2 separate regions of the Mus musculus genome follow, and region 2 is linked to region 1. A link is a contact called in public Micro-C data. All regions are on one chromosome and are shown on one strand. Each heading gives the region's core, a stretch centred on a gene start, on an enhancer-like site or on the middle of the called end of the contact. The rest is flanking DNA. Distances are from core to core; before and after follow the strand shown. Region 1 overlaps Rxfp1 (relaxin/insulin-like family peptide receptor 1). Region 2 has its middle 25 kb from the start of Gm26420.

Region 1 (3,050 bases), core at 18-2,517:
CACACACACACACACACATATTCTGTTACTCTAGAGAACCCTGACCTGTTGGGGTTCACGAATCACCTCACAAACCACAGGAATACTAATCTCAGTCAGACAGGGATACTTTATTGAGCATCCACCCTAGGACTGGTTGACCAGGGTCATGGTCTAGATTTGAGAACTGAACTGTGACCCCGAGTTAAGATCCTACAGGGCTTTTAAAGCCTGAGATCTACAAATATCTGTGCCGAGTTATTCTGCCAATCTGGGTTTATAGGTAGGGGGATTTCCTTAGGAACATGTCTGTTGTTGTACCCTTATCCTGTTCCCACTGTTGGGGTATTCAGCTGTGGCAGGGGACTTGCCATATCTAACATCCACGTCTTAACTTGCCAACCAGGATGTCAGTTACCCACGTACATGTCTCTTTCTGCCAAGTAGGATGTCAGTTCTTGGGGAGGTCTTGGGAACTTAAACTCTACTTGACCACTACACAAAATGGAAATAATTTCTTATATTGGTGAAGGTGTCTGTCTTATGTTTGGGTCCATCCCAAAGGAAGGCTATACCATAAAAGTTTATACATATATTCAGCAAGTGCTATTGGGTGGTTGGTTTGGGTGGATATATATATATATATATATATATATATATATATATATACAGTTTTATTGACTTCTATCATGATTGGTTTCTAAGGGCACAAAACATAAGAGAATATGTAATCAATTTATCATTAGAAAGTTTCCTAGCAACAGCAGAAATGTATGAGAAAGTTTCCTTATAATGGCAGGGTAGCAAGGTAACAGTTACCTAGGCCTTAACATTTTACCTAGGCCTTAACAGACTGATATGATTAATATACACTGAGCCATCATGGTTGCCCTAAGTTTGACACACTTTTCTCTGAGATGAGCATTGAGCTGACCCATGAGAGGGGAAAGCAGAAATACATATTTCCGTTCTGTGAAGCATGGCGGAGGACCCACAGCACGCATGCTCCCATTTACTTAGGGAGGTTTTTCTAGAATGTCTCCTAAGAGACACTCAGAAGTTTTACTTGCAAGTCTTCAGCTAAGGGATAAATACTTTCTCGAGGTGGGAATTGTCAGACTTAATATGTAATATGATGCTGTTACAGAAGTAAACAGGTACACAAGACTGAAGGTTGACAGTAAGCCCAGAGTTAAAGTTTTCCTTACAGCTTCTGCAGCTCATGGTACTTCCTGAAGCCGTTGGGAGGGAGTGTTCTTATGAAGTTCCTCTGCAGGGACCTGAAACACACACACAGTTCAGTCTTGCTGAGTGGCTCTTCACTTTCATATCTTACTTCTCATTATGACAGTGACGATCCTGGGCTGGATTCTGAACCGGATGCACTATAGCCTGGTTTAATGATGTGTTTTGAATGAATGACTCAGAAAGCCTGACTAGTCACACTTTCTCCAAGTCAGTCTGGGAGTCTGAGCCACCACTAAACCATCTCTCTTCTTACTCCTAGCTTACTGAGACTTCCTACCAGCGTTCTGACTTAGCTTCCGAACCAAAGGCAGCCTTAGAGACTTTCTGTGTTTATATTGTGGAAAGAGAAATTGTTAACTATTTGAATTTGGTTTAATGACCCAGGTGAAAGTTTGGTGTGCTCTTAAAAGAGTGTTTATTTATCCACCCTTCTGTTCCTTCCTTCCTTCATTTATCCATTCTCTCAATAAACGCCTGTTAAACTCCCACCATGTTCTTTTGTAAAGAGCATCTCTGCCCTCTCTGTGGATGACTGATATCTAATTTATCTATAAATTAGAGGATTCTCTCAGAGAATCTTATCCCTATTCCCTAGGGCTAAGGAGGCAATTTGTTGTCTATTGCGTTTGTTCGTTTACATGTTTGTTTCAAAGTGATTATTTCAGTGTGTTGGGAATTTTGGGGGGTATCTAGGAGAGTATGGAGCTGATACATTTTCCCCTTTTCATGCGAGATTAGGACTTCAAAGACTGTGAGGAAGCGCACTTAATATCCCTAAAAAGGGGTACAAGTGAGATTCTATGAGAACCCCCAAGCACTCTTGAGTGGAATGGTTTGAATGCAGGAAGGGAGGTTCATTTAGGAACTTTCGAGAAACCTCTCTTGTAAAGCTGGATCCTTATTAGCACATGCCTAGGGATTCTAAACAAATTCTTTCTAAATGATACAAGCGAAGAGGGATGGATATTACTTTCATTGACCAGGAAAACCCCGCATACTTTCATCATGTCAAATATCTTTATATCTTGAATTTAGACGCCCTGTTTGGTTCTTCACCAAGCATTGTATACAGTGTGCGCATGTTGTACGGAGGAAGCACAAGCCAGGGCTCTCCTTTTTACTGGCTATGTTCAGGGATCTAAAAGTCAACTCTCAAACAAAGTTAACATTTATTGAGCTGGGACAAGGTTTAAATATTTATAGCTATCTGTGTTTGCTCACCTCACTCTTTAGAATTTATGTGAAACATTTTCAAAAAGCCTTGACTTCAATAAACACTCATTGGGTGATTAGCTTCTTTGATATTTTACTTACATGTGACTTAGGCCATTTCTGACATTTCCCTAGAAGAGTTGCAGCTTCAAATCTGGAAGAACGAACTTACTAGGGAAACGTGTGATATTTAGTCTTGTAATGCATTTACACTAAAGCCTAGAGCTTTTCACCCCCTCTGGGACAGAACAAACAGACTGGAACAAGGTGTGAAGTAGAGCCAGGGATCTGCAAGAAGAGTCTATATGGACAGCTGGAATCAAGTGGTTTAGTCAAAAGTAAAAGACAATGCTGTATAACTGTATTTATCGCTATGTATAGAGTCAGACTTGCAGTGTACGTGTGTGTGTGTGTGTGTGTGTGTGTGTGTGTGTGTGTGTGTACAGTCCTGATATGAATCCAAGGCCCTGTGTATATTAAGCAAGTACAATATTACTGAGTCAATACTTCAAGTCTGATAGTACTGTTTTCTTTTCTCTTCCTTCCTTCCTTCCTTCCTTCCTTCCTTCCTTCCTTCCTTCCTTCCTTCCTTCCTTCCTTCCCTTTCTTCC
Region 2 (3,170 bases), core at 281-2,780, 130 kb after region 1:
TGTAGCCTTGGAACAATATCTGCTCTGGAAAAAAAACCCAACAAAACAAAACAAAACAAAACAAAACAAAACAAAACAAAACAGCACTATGCAATATTAAGGTTAATCATAGGTGATTGGACATCTACAATTGTTGCATCAGTCATTGAAAACGGATACACTTACAAGAAATCAGGAGGCGTGTGTGGTCTGCTGCTCACAGAAAGTCTCTCTGCCGTGCAAGCATCCAATATGAAACTTCCCTGTGTTTCCCACCTCCCCACAGGATGCACACACAACTGCTGGAATCCAGTGAGACTGATTTGATGTTCCCTCACCTCAGAGTTAAGAAATATGTCCCTCTCTTATGTTGAGGTGAACAGATATATTGCCAAGACGCTCGCTACACAGGGAATATTACTTTTAAGCTTTGGGAGTGTGGAAGAATAAAGTGCCCCAATGCAAGGCAGGGCATGTCTCTAAGCCTGTAAAGGAGGCAGTTCTGCAAAGCATCTTGCCTTGTGATGAGATTTCAGCCATCTCCAACTTTCTGTCTTGTGTTGTGATTTTCCACTAGGTGTTTCAGAACCGAAACAAACACAGTCTCATGGCCGCACATCACCTTTGCCCAGTATAATTCCATACCCAGGAGAGAGGGACGGTGACATACCTTCTCAGACCAGTCTGCCAGGGAGAGTTAAGTCTGTAAGATTCCACATTCACTGGTCGTGTAGTTACAGCAAGTGCTTGACTTAATGAGCCCACTGGGGAAACATTTCAGGCTCTGATTGGAAAAAGGCCTTCAAAAATAACAGGGCAAATAGTTCCAGGTCTCTGTGACCTGAAATGTCTAATTAGGCTAAAGAATTACTAGTGCATCTCTGAGAGAACCGAGGCTGTGCAGCCTGATGAGTCAGTGGAGAGTCACTGCCATGTGATCAGGGAACGGTGTGGCGTAGCTGTGCCCCAGCTGTTGGTGGCATTCGACAAGGACACACTCTGCGCTTCCATACTTCTAACACAAGTTTATTTGTGATGTTTCCACCTTATAGGAAACTACATGATGAAGTCCAAACACCAATAAAAGGACAATGAAAAACACCATTGAGAGACAGATGGAGAGTTAGAGGCACAGCTGGGACATAAATGAAACAGTAGTGATTTCACACATGAACGCTCTTGGTACAGTCATCCACGGGTCATATATGTGAACGAGGATAGTTGCAGGAGAGAGATGGTGAGGATAGTTTCAGGAGAGAGATGGGGCTGGCAGAGGATGTGTGCGGTTTCTGAGCTGATCCCAAATTATCAAGCAGGCACACACTCCCCTCTGGTGGCCAAGTGTGAAACTGCATTTTTCCATATGAATGATTACTAGTCCTCAAAGATTAAAGTTGTGCAATCAGGTTCCTGATGTTATGAGAATAACTGACTTTAAGCATTTGATTGAATTTTCCAGTCATTAAAGTTGAAAGTCTCATCTTAGAGGAGCTCTAGTTTTATAAGCTTTTTCATCTTTGGCAGTGACTCCAAGGAAGACATGGATAATTCTATTAGGCTGAGACCCAAGCTGTCCTCTTGAGGGCTAGGACATCTTGTCAGCAGATGCCTATTTGATCCTCAGGAGAATAACACACATGGAATTTAGTGAGCAGCAAATAAGAGAATCAAGTAGAAAATCTGACTTAAAAAAAGATTTATTTATTTATTTATTTAAAAAAAGATTTATTTTATGCATGTGAGTCCACTGTCGCTATCTTCAGACACACCAGAAGAGGGCATCAGATCCCATTACAGACGGTTGTGAGCCCCCACGTGGTTGCTGCGAATTGAGCTTGTGACCTCTGGAAAAGCAGTCAGTGCTCTTAACCCCTGAGCCATTTATCGAGTCCTTGCCTTATTTATGTATATGAGCGTGTTTTTCCTGTATGTATGTCTGTACACCAGAAAAAGGCACCAAATCCCATGAGACTACAGTTATAGACCGTTGTTAGCATCTGTGTGTGTGCTGGGAGTTTAACTCAGGACCTTTGGAGGATCAGCCAGTGCTAAGCCATCAATTTAGCTCCCCAGTTGACTCCTTGTAGTTTACATGAGAGAACGATGCGCAGTCTGATAAGCATGAGAGGTTCTTTCTTTTTCCTCCCATCTTGTCTAATAGTTTTCAAGATAAAACACTTCCATGCCTGTGTTGGTGGCTTATTTCTTGTTTTTGTTATTCCATCATAGTTGGCAAGCATATTGCAATTTGTTTATCTTTCCCATTATTTATGGACATGAATGTATGTACCATTCTTAACAGTGCACGAATCGTTGTATGCTTTCTCTAGTCCAATCCCTCTTCTGTGCGAGTCGCAGGGTCCAACTCAGGCTGTCAGGTTTGGCAGCAAGCATCTAATTTACTCTCTTGAGTCAACTTGCTGGCCTACTATTGCTCTGTGATGACTAGAGAGGACTTAAAGATCTCCCATTAGAACAGCTTTCATACACTGTATCATCGTGTGTGAGTTAACAGATGCCAAGAAATTGTAAGCTCTTTTGACTTCATAATGACTTAATGACTATTTACATCAGTGAGGGGAAACTACAAGGTACATAGAAATTCTGTCTGGTAAAATCAGGATGCTCATGTACTTAGGGAGGGTTAAGAAGGGCTTGAAGACCGAAGCCTGTGGTGCTGGCGATAGGGGAGTTCCCTTATCTGTGATAGATACAGTGCTGATGAAAAGGCGGATTTCAAATGCATTCCTGAGTCTGCAGTATTTGAAAGCATGGCAGGCACGGTCTGGGTGGAACTCGAAGGTTGGAAGGAGCACAGAAACAGACTCAGGAAAACAAGCACCCATCTGGAAAAGGAGATCTTCCCAGTGTTCTGCCTTGTCCAAGGGTTCTTACAGAGAGCTGTAACTGCCCATGCGCTAGATTTAAATGAGATGTGCTGGAGATGTAGCAGGAGTGTAAGTGGGCTGACTGTTCACACCCGCCCCTCGGTCACTTTAGAGTTCTGAGAATGTTCACAGTAACCTTGCACGCGACGGACTTACGCTGCTAGGACACCCAGAGCTGTTTTCCTCTTTGCTTATTTTCAACCCAAAGACTGAACTTCATTGTCTATACTCAAGAGAAGTCCTGGTCTCTCCTGCTCCAGTTCTTTTAAAAATTATAAATGTGTCAAAAGATGCTGAAAATGT

The links. Hi-C and Micro-C count contacts between places; a contact is called where the count stands out from the background.
Region 2: a Micro-C map of the HL-1 cell line shows a contact between it and region 1, with 11 times the contacts expected there. The contact joins two enhancer-like sites. A contact is called at or near these places in 4 of 39 promoter capture datasets (embryonic stem cells, hippocampal neurons and liver), 12 of 15 datasets of contacts at CTCF or cohesin (CD8 T cells, the NIH/3T3 cell line, embryonic stem cells and 5 more), 338 of 484 Hi-C or Micro-C datasets (2-cell-like embryonic stem cells, 3T3-L1-derived adipocytes, the 4T1 cell line and 164 more), 49 of 115 datasets of contacts at active chromatin or transcription factors (the NIH/3T3 cell line, PVALB interneurons, Th17 cells and 32 more) and 6 of 9 other capture datasets (adipose tissue, embryonic stem cells, embryonic tail and 3 more).

What each region holds. Positions count from the first base shown.
Region 1 is chr3:79,677,489-79,680,538 of GRCm38.p6, forward strand. Rxfp1 (relaxin/insulin-like family peptide receptor 1) reads right to left here. Exons shown (of 18, transcript NM_212452.2): 5 at 1,188-1,259. Among named protein-coding and RNA genes, the nearest start is that of 4930579G24Rik, 50 kb to the left of the region's middle. Within about 2 kb of position 1,268, at least 9 of the 459 cell types and tissues checked have an H3K27ac peak or open chromatin away from gene starts, as enhancers often do. A contact at or near this core is called in the BV-2 cell line, the HL-1 cell line and Th17 cells, where this site is marked.
Region 2 is chr3:79,808,066-79,811,235 of GRCm38.p6, forward strand. No RefSeq gene overlaps it. Among named protein-coding and RNA genes, the nearest start is that of Gm26420, 25 kb to the right of the region's middle. Within about 2 kb of position 1,531, at least 50 of the 459 cell types and tissues checked have an H3K27ac peak or open chromatin away from gene starts, as enhancers often do. A contact at or near this core is called in the BV-2 cell line, the HL-1 cell line and Th17 cells, where this site is marked.